2 separate regions of the Zea mays genome follow, and region 1 is linked to region 2. A link is a contact called in public Hi-C data. All regions are on one chromosome and are shown on one strand. Each heading gives the region's core, a stretch centred on a gene start, on an enhancer-like site or on the middle of the called end of the contact. The rest is flanking DNA. Distances are from core to core; before and after follow the strand shown.

The links. Hi-C and Micro-C count contacts between places; a contact is called where the count stands out from the background.
Region 1: a contact with region 2 is called in a Hi-C map of ear, with 1.9 times the contacts expected there. The contact joins the enhancer-like site here to the promoter of LOC100280696 in region 2. A contact is called at or near these places in 3 of 25 Hi-C or Micro-C datasets (ear, leaf and tassel).

What each region holds. Positions count from the first base shown.
Region 1 is chr2:10,047,820-10,053,165 of Zm-B73-REFERENCE-NAM-5.0, reverse strand. No RefSeq gene overlaps it. Among protein-coding and RNA genes, the nearest start is that of LOC100278091, 16 kb to the right of the region's middle. Within about 2 kb of position 3,240, at least 20 of the 20 cell types and tissues checked have an H3K27ac peak or open chromatin away from gene starts, as enhancers often do. A contact at or near this core is called in ear, leaf and tassel, where this site is marked.
Region 2 is chr2:9,935,533-9,941,017 of Zm-B73-REFERENCE-NAM-5.0, reverse strand. LOC100280696 reads left to right here and starts at 2,159. Exons shown (of 11, transcript NM_001153615.2): 1 at 2,159-2,345; 2 at 2,589-2,717; 3 at 3,295-3,419; 4 at 3,829-3,942; 5 at 4,028-4,135; 6 at 4,229-4,320; 7 at 4,862-5,003; 8 at 5,084-5,187; 9 at 5,264-5,393. The coding sequence starts at 2,654.

The DNA.
Region 1 (5,346 bases), core at 1,991-4,490, 110 kb before region 2:
GGGCAGACGGTGGTTCACGGCCGAGGTACAATTGCACGCTTTGTCGAATGCCCGAGTTGTAGGAGTGATGGGTCTATCCGAGCATTGTGTGTCTATATCTATTGGGCGTCGTCGTGCCGGGTTATGAGGTGGCACTGGGTTCGGCGACTATTGTGCTTGTGGCTAGAGAGTTGTTAGAGTTTCGTGCTTGTATACCTGCTTTTGTTGAACTGATGAAGTGGCGCAGGAAAGATCCTTTCAGTAATATACTAATGCATAAGGATAATTTTCATGATAGATAATAATAATATCGAGATTAGAAGCCTTACCTCAAGTTTGTGTCAAGATCACTTCGCGCATCTCAAAGCCTAACAAAATCAAGGGGCATGCTCATTTCCTACTATATAAAACATTTTATCTTTAATATATATATATATATATATATATATATATATATATATATATATATATATATAACCTCCTATCTTTAACATCCCTCTCAATCTGAACTATATGGAATTAAGTTTAAATTTTGCCAGATGGTGGACCAACCAAAGGCTTGAGCATAATATTAGTCACATGTTAGAGCCAGGGTAGGGCCTTGCCCCCCTAACTCTCCTGGAGCGTTTATATATTTATACACACAATATATAAAATATAGATTTTATTTGGTCAAAATAAATTTCTCTATCCAAGTAATAATTTGTCGCATTTTTTAGGCAACAAAATTTGTCGCTAATAATAAAAGCAATAAATTTCAATTCAAAGTTGTCGCCGTATAATTACTATGTGCGTAACAAATTTGGTGCTTCACCTTGACTATAGAACCGTCTAGAGTCAAATACATTACAATCACTTGCTGATTTGATAAAAAAAAAGTCTTGTTAAATTGTGTAAAAATGCCATGTATCAAATGGTTTGCGGCTTATTAAGATTAATGTTCACTCTTTTAGTCTCAACTGCAACCACTAAAAAAGCCATTTAGCTATAAAAATTACCAAAACACATATACTAAAATAAATTGGGAGATGATTTTATGTGAAGTTACTTGATCATCTATAGTGATATAGAATTGATAGCTATGATCAACTCCCATGATATAATCGAAGCTTTTAATTTGGTCGATCATGGTAAAAACAAATTATTGTGATCTATGTTAGATTTAATTAAAATATAGTTATATGGTGCAAGCCCTTTTCACTGATTTATTATCTATGCTATACGTAAATTAGTATACACATGTGTATATATATATCCTACAATATCTTTTCACCTTCTAATATTTTAATGATTGCTTGGTCTCTTTTCTATGCCCTAATCCTAGCTCCGCCGCGTCATTATGGAGGTGATAAATGGGTCGTAGTCGACTAGGAATGACGAGCCACCAGGTCTTGAAGAAGATGGAAGTCACCGGCAGACATATCTCGTTTCTTTGAGGTAGTAAGGTTCACACGGATTTGTTGCCGTGGTAAAACGAACCATGGATAAAAATTCACAAGCCGAGCGAGTTAAATAGAACGCGTGGGCCAATGATTGCGATGAGTGGACGGCCGCCGGGCTCGGGCTCGGTCTCGGTCGCGCCACGAGCGTTGACTGACAAAGGACGATGCCAGTGCCACGGCCGGGGTTCTGGCTGTCCACGCCTAACCTGTCCGGTCACACACCTATAGGTAGTACAAGTGTTTGGGGTTTGGCTTGCCCAACTGGGGTCAACCCCAAAATGTTTTACGTGCCGACTAGCTAGCTAGCGAGTGGTACGTACTAGCTACTACAACACCTGCTGACATGTCCCATCCAAATGCTTCGGATACAGACAGATTTTCAGTCACGAGAAATCCTGTTTAAAGAATGTGAGAGCCAGAGCCTGATCTGAACGGGGTCGATTCCACCACCTGGGTGGCATGGAAACAAGATACATGGCCAAGACCGAGGCCGCTCTTAACGCTGACTCCAACATCAAATAAGTCTATTATAAATATCTAAATGACTGTAGCATTTTCAATTAATATTTTAGATGTGACGTGGAAGAGTATGCATATATAGATGACCATGCATTTTCGTAAACATGTATTTCAGTACCCCGATTAGACATGGTAACATCTTTCGGCTGACTGCGTAAATGAAACATGTGTTTGGAGGATTCTATATATCGTTGCCTATCCTTGTTTGGATCAGTCACGATCACCTAATAAGCGAACTAGCTGGTTTAGTGTGTACAGTACCTGAACTGGTGGTGCATGGCTCCATCAGGAATAGATCTTATATTCCCAAATAAGGCTCGAGTGTTTGACTTCACGGGCTCCCTCTGATTTGACACGTCCCCTCGGGACTCTTCGAGCCTGATCCGAACGCGTCATTTTCAGGGGGCAAGTTCGTCCCAGTCACAAAATTCCAATCGAAAACAGATCGTTTTATCTATACCGCCTTCCGCTTGGATGGAGAGAGAGAGAGAGAGAGAGAGAGAGAGAGAGAGAGAGAGAGAGAGAGAGAGAGAGAGAGAGAGGAGGAAACCCGATTCACACGACACTCGTCTTGCCACGCCCAGTGTTCTTATCTACCGACGAAAAAAAAAAGGCACCGGGTATCGCTCACAAGTCGTTATCTCGACGAAAAAAGCAGAAGCTACGGGTACCTAGGAAACCTAAAACAGCCTACAATTTTATAACAGATGGTGATGCTAATTATAAGCCCATGAAAAAAATTAAAGATTACTCCTGTTCTCTTTAGCCTTATTACAAACAGTCTTCGGTTGCCGTTGACGCCAAAATAGCTGCGGAGCTAACAGAGAAGGGCAGGACGTCTATCCTCAGTGGAAACGCCTGTATGACGCCTATACACATGAGCTGAACTAGCAGATGCATGCTGCTACTAGGAGGTGACCCCGCAATGAATAGAGAAAGTGCCCAGGTTAAGAAAGAAAAAAAATTACGGTAGGGAATGTTTGGAGGCGTTTAGTAAAATATTTTATTCTGTTAACTAAGTTGGTGTAATAAGGAGAATGATATATAGAGGCTAAATTTTAGAGGATGCTGCGGGAGACGGTAAAGTTATAGAGAAACAAATCTTTTAGAGTATACTGTAAAATACATAAAATATTTTTTTAAGTATGAAATTTAGTGAACAGACGGTGTTAGCACCATATATGCAAAACCAGAAGACCACAGCATGATCAGAAGTGGAGGCAGAGACCACATGGGCCATACCCACGCCAATGTTTACTCTCTGTTTTTTTTTTGGGAGCGAGAGGTGGTGCTGTAGACTATTGTGGGATTGCCTTCGGCCCAGCCCAAGTATTGTCCATCCCCATACTTGACGAGGCCCATCAGTAAGTGGATGGCAGTCCAACAAGCACACGCAACGCGTGATTGCTGTGCGCTTGCCCTTTCTTCACGTGCCGCTTCTCGGTACTGTCCCTCCAACTCGAAGAAAAGAATACCTGCAGGCTGCAGCTGCAGCTGCATTGCTGCATGATGTGAAATGTTGCCGGCCCCTGCTGATGCCTCGAGGCATCCGCCCCGGCCGCACGGCAGGGCAAACGACCGATTCCGGCGCGGTGCATGTGCATGGGCTCCACGCCCGCCGGCGTGGATTTCAGGCTATACTATCTGCTGATCGTCCTGCTTGTCCCATCCAATCCACCCCAAACCTGTTTGTTTTGTTTTGTTGTTATTCACGTGCTCCGTACAGCGGCCACTCGCTGTGCCTGTGTGGAGGATTGAGGAGACGGCCGGCAGACCGAAGCCACGAGTGGCGGGCGTTGGCACCTAAACCCGACAGCGACGTGCATGGTTCGCGCGCCCGACGGACGGTCACCGGCGCCCATTTATTGCCATGGCTCGCGTTGAGAGCTTCTTCTTTCTGCATGCGCCCTCTGCTCTCGTCATTAACTCCCGTCGCCGTCCCCCGCACATCACCCTCATCAATGAGGTCGGGAAGGAGAAGCAGGAAGCTGGAAGCAGGCTCGATCGATCGCGTCGTCGTCGCGCGACTCGGACGGAGAGCGCGCGCTTAAATGCTCGCGTCGTATCGGGGGAGTAGGCGGGCGCGCGCCGACGACTATACTACGCGATCGAGCCCGCTGCAGCGCGCGCGAGAGCGACCGGTTTTGCTGCTCCGCGCGACCGTCGGTTCTTTCTTCTTCTCCTTCTCCTTCTCTTTCTCCTCCCTATCCCAGTTCCAGACGAAACACCAGCCCGTCAGGGCGGTCTCTCGCTCACTCTCGTTGCCTGCTGCCGCTGTCCAGGCTTCTTTGAGACGACGTCGTCAGAGGTGGTCGCTAGCTCTGCCTCTCTGATCTCCGCGTGCGGGCGTACGTGTGCGTGCATGGAGAACGGAGATACTAGATAGATAGACAGCTCACTGGCGGACCCACACGCGACGCAAGCGTACAAGAAGACGTACGTAGTACGAGCCGAGGCCGAGCCATGCATCACACGCACACAGGCCACGGCGTGGACTGGACCGCCGGCGGACGAGACGACCCATCCAATGCAAGCAAGACGACGATATCATGCTGATATGGGAGATGTAGATCGTGTAGGTGCGCGCGCGCAATAATAATTCGGGCCGCGATCCGGCGGACTCCGCTGCAAATAAATGCCGTTGCCGGTGCAGCTAGCCATAGCTGCTAGCTCCAGCCATCCCTGGCACCCCTCCACGTACGTACGGGGGCAATCAACAAGGGGAAAAAATCCTTTTCAGCTGGGATGCAAAAAATCTCTTTTACACCGGCTCACATCTATACATGATAGTCTATAGAAATATAAAAATAAATTATTAAAAGGTTAAGTTGCAAATTTTGATTATTTTTTTGTGGGCTTTCAAGTGGTGGATGCGAGAGGCTGTAAAAGAAGATGTTTGAAACGGGATGTACAATTTTTTTCTCCAAACAACATACACTTCCACACGAAAAAATGTTAGAAAGTTAGGCATTTTTAGTTTTAATTTAATCCAGATAATCGGTGCGATATATGTGATGACATGTATGTGCATGTGTGTATAACTACTCGCATAAGCAGTAAACAGCAATGAAACATGCATAAATACGAAGAACAGAGTGTACCCAGCGGAGGGACCGATGCTCAAGGCACCAGTGGCTCCATTCACACGAGACATCTCGTGTGTTTGTTCGATGTAGCCGTACGAAGTCGGTGCAGGAAGATGTACGCAGTGCAGTCCCTCGAACGGTCGCCGGGAAGAAGAACAGCAGCACGCGTCAACTTGGGAAGGCGACGAACAGCAAGCTGTGGACGATCACGCGAGCAGTCGCGAAGACGCTCCCCAAAAATCTGATCGCCCGCACACCCGTGCAAGTGTATCTCTGCGGTCGGTGATTTCGGAGGCCTGCTCTCCCACTCTCTCTGTGCT
Region 2 (5,485 bases), core at 910-3,409:
TATGGATTGCTTTTTCTGACCTCTACTTTGAGATATATAGCATAATATTCACAAAACAACGTGAAATTATAATTTTTCAATCGCTGTCCCCTAAAACTATTTGCCCATCATTATGTTTGTGGAATGACATCTAATAAAATAAAGCATAATAATATAATTCAAAGATCAAAGGTCAGTGCGCATATCAAAACCCGAGATCAATTTGCCGGGGAACAGAGCAGAAGAGATCTCTGGAGATTGATGGAAGCAGCGACTCCAAACATCCTAAATCTTACATGGAGTAGTATGGGAAAAATAATCTGATGACTGCTAAGTCCTCCGCGTCTAGTGTAAGTTTAGGAGTGTAAAAAATTCACACCACAAATCACAAAAAGAATAGGAAGACGAGGGTTCGATCGAAAATGGGTGCTCACGTGGATATCGTGGGAGAGGGGGTGCGATGCGAGGACCGGTCACGATGGCCTTCCTCTTGCTGGCCTTTGACACCATGGCGTCGATCGGGTTCGGGGGCGCTAGAGTTCTTGGTGATGCGGTCGTGGCAACGGGCGGAGGCGAGGCTGATGTGCGGGACCAGGAGGCGGTGGCGGCAAAGGAGGGGAGAGGACGATCTCGACAGTTGTTTAGCGGCGTAGGGAGGCGGGTGTTCCGCGGCATGGCTGGCGGTGTGGGGGCGGATATGCGGCAGTCGCGGCGGCCGTAGGGTTCCCGGGCGTGCGGGTGGTAGGCGGGCGGCTCGGTAGCGGCGGGATTCGCGGCGGCGGGCGTGCGGGCGGTTCGGTAGCGACGAGATTCGCGACGGCGGGCGTGCGGGATTCGCGGAGCGTGCGCTGCGGCGGGCGTGCGGTAGCGGCGGGCGTTTGGTAGTGGCGGGGGCAGAATCCGGCGGTCGGGCAAGCGGGGATGGCGGACGGTTTGCAGCGGCGCGGAGAGGTAGGGCTGGTTGGCGAGCGGGGGCGGTCTACATTTAGCCCTTAATAGTTAGTAGAGATGGGCCAACGTCAGCACATCTACGGAGGATTCCCCACCACAAGCAAACGAGAAACAATAATAAAAACACGATAAATGAAGACAGTACATGCATTGCAGCCTAACACAACACGATACTCCGATTAGGCATGGTTAGGTTAGGTACTGTCTCAATCTTGCGCCACAGTAGCGCTGACCATTCCCCCCGCTCTGAACCGAACAGATTTTAATTAAAACAGAAATAGGTTCGCAAATAATATAGAATCTTACTGCTGCAGCTGAAATCCATACCATAGACAAAAACACTATAGAAATAATAGAAGCTGGTATATATTAAAACTAAGCAAACCGTCCAGAAACTGACATCTATTTTATTTTTTAGAAAAGAAAAATAAATACTGACACCTGAGCTGCCGATTACTGCTGTTTCGTGGGAGCAGTATCGTTCTGCTCTGCATCACTGCACAGTCAGCAGCACAGACGGTGACGGGGGAGCGGCCGGCGAGGGCACACAAGACGAACCTCGTCGACGGCGGCAGAGGAAGCCGCCGCCTTCGGTCCATCATCAGTTCATCACGTGACGCGAGCAACGCGGAGGAATTGGAGGACCTGGGCGGCGGTAGAGCCACGAGGCCACGCCAGTTGTTGACTCGCTCAAATCCTGCCAGCTTTCTCGATGCCAAGCTACCGTCAGGTGCCGGTTCACTGCTTCTCATCAGTCATCACCAGACCAGACCAAACCAAACCAAACCAGCGGTGCCGGAAAACACAACAGAGTTCAATCTCCAAAATAAATACTCCCTCCGTTTCTTTTTATTAGTCGCTGGATAGTGCAAAATTGCACTAACCAGCGACTAATAAAAAGAAACGGAGGGAGTATTATTTTCTTCCAAGGACCCACTGCTACAAGGAAATTGCCATGCCAGAGGATTATTCTTAACAAATAAAAATTTGAGGAAAACGGGGTACGTACATGCCAGCCAACTGCACGCGAAAAAGTATTCATTGGACACAAGAGGGTGAAAAAAAACACACAGAGAGAGAAAGAAATGCCGAAAAAGATTCTGGCGCAGTAGAACAACGAACCCCACATGTGCGTGATGACCCGAGACCCGACCATGTGATTGTCTGGTAGAAATAGAAATATAAACGCGCCCCACCCGGAGACCTGCACCTGCACCTGCCTGCCTCCGTCTCCTCCTCCTTCAGTTGTTGCCACCGCCCTTCCCTCCCTTCCTCTCCGCGTCGCTCGCCGTCCCATCTTTGGCCTGGACACCTGGCCTGCCCCCCCTTCGCGGACGCGCCGGGTCGCCGGCCGAATCCGCCCTCCCGCCGCTGCCAACGTCGATCTGCGCCCGCCCGCCCGCCCGCCAAGTGAGGTGAGTTCCGCCGCCGTGATCCAGTTTTTGAGTTCTCCCCACCGCGTTCTGCGTGCTCGCCGTTGTTCGCCGGCGCTGATGCCTGGTTCCTTCTGGTGCCTTTTCTCCGTGTTAGCGGAGATCCTTCTGTTCTGTTCTGTTCTGTGCCCGTGTGTATGATCTGTACAGAAGATGGCACCTGGGCTCGCAAAGGTTTGATCTTGAGACGAATTTTAACCATGCGTGGGGTTGCGTCATGTGCAGATTCAAAGGTAGGACGACGGGGGGGTCGAGTTCTTGTCGGTTTCATTCCTGGCCGCCGACTTCACATGTCAACAACCCCAAGGAGCAGAAGCCAGGGTAGTAGGACCACTAGGCCGTGGATCTTGTCAGGTACATCAATTCTTTGCCCTGCTTTACGCTCCTCTCTGTTTCCCCCCCTTTTTTTTGCCTCTGCAACAACTCCACTAATCTGTCTTTAAACAGCGAAGGTGTGATTTCGATCACTCAATTACAGACCAAAATGCCGTCATTTCAAGTTTCCTGTGCCGTGCACGCAAAAAAAAAAAAAAACACATTTTTTAATAAAAAACTGACCTATCTGATCATGTAAATTTACTTTGTATACGGTGTGCTGGATGTTCAAATTTATTTAGTACAAAACCAATACACTCATGTAAGGGTGGTAATGGATCATGGCCCTAATACTTGCTTCACAAACCAACAAGGCCCTTAATTTTGTTAGTTCAAAATTGTATTGTTTTATGATCCGGCCCTAACTTGACTTGATCCTTAGATTTGCTAGGCTAAATTAAATGGCCCGTTACCACCCCTACACTCATGAGACTTCATACAGGAGTCCCCAACTGATTAGGAATTAACTGAGCTTTCGGGCACCCAGACCACACCTGGGCCCAGCCATCATAGTTTGCTTGCACAACTTTTAAATTATGCCCTTTTTTTTTCACAGGGATGGACTTTGCTGGTTCCAGACGGAAGCCTAATCTCACGGGGAAGATTGCCGTGGCTGCTGCCCTCACGGTCATGTGCATAATCGTGTTGAAACAGTCCCCTAGTTTCAGCGGTACCAGCGTGGTACGTGCTTGAATCTCTCCACAACAACTACCCATGTCACTGCCGCTTGCTGTTGAGTTGGCACGACCTGTCATTATTCCTTCTTCCAGACGACTTAAGTACTCTGCTTAGTTTCCATGGAACATCAACGCGACGCTTTAATGTTTGCTGTTGTGACTTACTGCTATGTTTATGCTGTTGTGCCAGGTTCATTTCTGATACATTTACGCTATTATGCCAGGGTTATTTTACTGATACATATATGCATCGTTCGTTCTTGATAGTCACAAACTCACAATTCCGGCACGGTTGTACAGTTCCAGCAATTTCCTGGAAGCTGTTCAAATCATTTGCCTGCAGTTCTTTATTACTAGTTTCTTTAATTCTTTTCGGCTGGAGGCATTTGTTGAAGCACTCACATTTCCTGCAGTTCTCTCGCCATGAAACTGGGGTGACCCATGTGTTAGTAACAGGGGGTGCTGGGTATATTGGCTCACATGCTACTCTTCGTCTCCTTAGTGACAAGTACCGAGTTACCATTGTGGTAATTTCTTATACTTCTCTCCCATTCTGTTACTCACAAACGGAGTTTGATAGTAACAGCAACTTCCATTATTTGATACTTACAGGATAACCTATCCAGAGGGAACATTGGAGCTGTTAGAGTTCTTCAACGGTTATTTCCAGAACCCGGAAGGCTTCAATTTATTTATGCTGATTTAGGCGATGCCAAAGCTGTATCCTTCCTCTGAAGTTTAATAACCTAGTGTCCCCCTTCCCCTTACATTTCTGTGTTGATGAGATTTGTTTTGCACTTAACCGATAATCAGGTGAACAAAATATTTTCGGAGAACGCATTTGATGCTGTTATGCACTTTGCTGCTGTTGCTTATGTTGGTGAGAGCACAATGGAGCCACTCAGGTAAATGCTTGTTCTAGGCATGTACTCCCTCCGTTCAAAAATAGTGTTCCTTTTAGCACTTGTTTTTTATGTCTATATTCAAATACATGATGATGAATCTAGACACATATATAAAACACATACATCAAATTTATATGAATCTCATAATTGTCTAAAACGAATTCTAATTTAGGACAGAGGGAGTATATGCTGGTTTTCCTTTATTGCTCAAAATTTTCGAAGCTTGGACCTACACGATTCTGTTGAAATCTCTTTGATGTGTATGTAGCAAAGCACCACATGTTCCTTAATTATTGGAACGGAATTGCTACACAAACCATATAATTTGTAGTCTGTTAAATAAATTTATAGTGAAAGTCCACACAAAAATTTTAATTCAATGTTTCTATAGTTTAAATGGATGTAGTGCAAGTTTTTTTTTTTTGCTCCAACTGTTTTTTGTGCTGCTTCCTTGGTATTAGTTCACCATGCAAAAGTCATCTGCTGCAAATGTTGTTCTTCCTAGCCAACTGTATATACTCTGCTAACACTGCTATGACAGGTACTACCACAACATAACGTCAAACACATTGACAGTTCTTGAGGCAATGGCAGCACATAATGTAAATACTCTGATTTACTCGAGTACGTGTGCAACCTATGGTGAACCTGATACAATGCCGATTGTAGAAACAACTCCTCAGGTTAGCCTCTCAATACATGGGATTTTGCCTTAATTTTATAGATGCTGTCATGATTCTAACTGTTTTCTAAACCACTGCAGAATCCTATCAATCCATATGGTAAGGCAAAGAAGATGGCGGAGGACATCATCTTAGATTTTACAAAATCAAAGAAGCAATCAAATATGGCTGTCATGATCTTAAGGTTGGTTTTTGGCAGCCTATATTAGATTGCAATCCATGGAATAGTTCTAACTCTTTTCCTGCTCTGTATAAATTAGATACTTCAACGTGATTGGATCAGACCCAGAGGGACGGCTAGGAGAAGCTCCAAGGCCAGAGCTACGCGAGCATGGACGGATATCCGGTGCTTGCTTTGATGCAGCTTTGGGAATCATTCCAGGGCTAAAGGTATTCTAGATTCTCATTTCAGTGCCATCAATTACTCTTTTACTTTTGTATAAGTAGCTGCATCCATTCATTTTATATGAATAACAATCGTA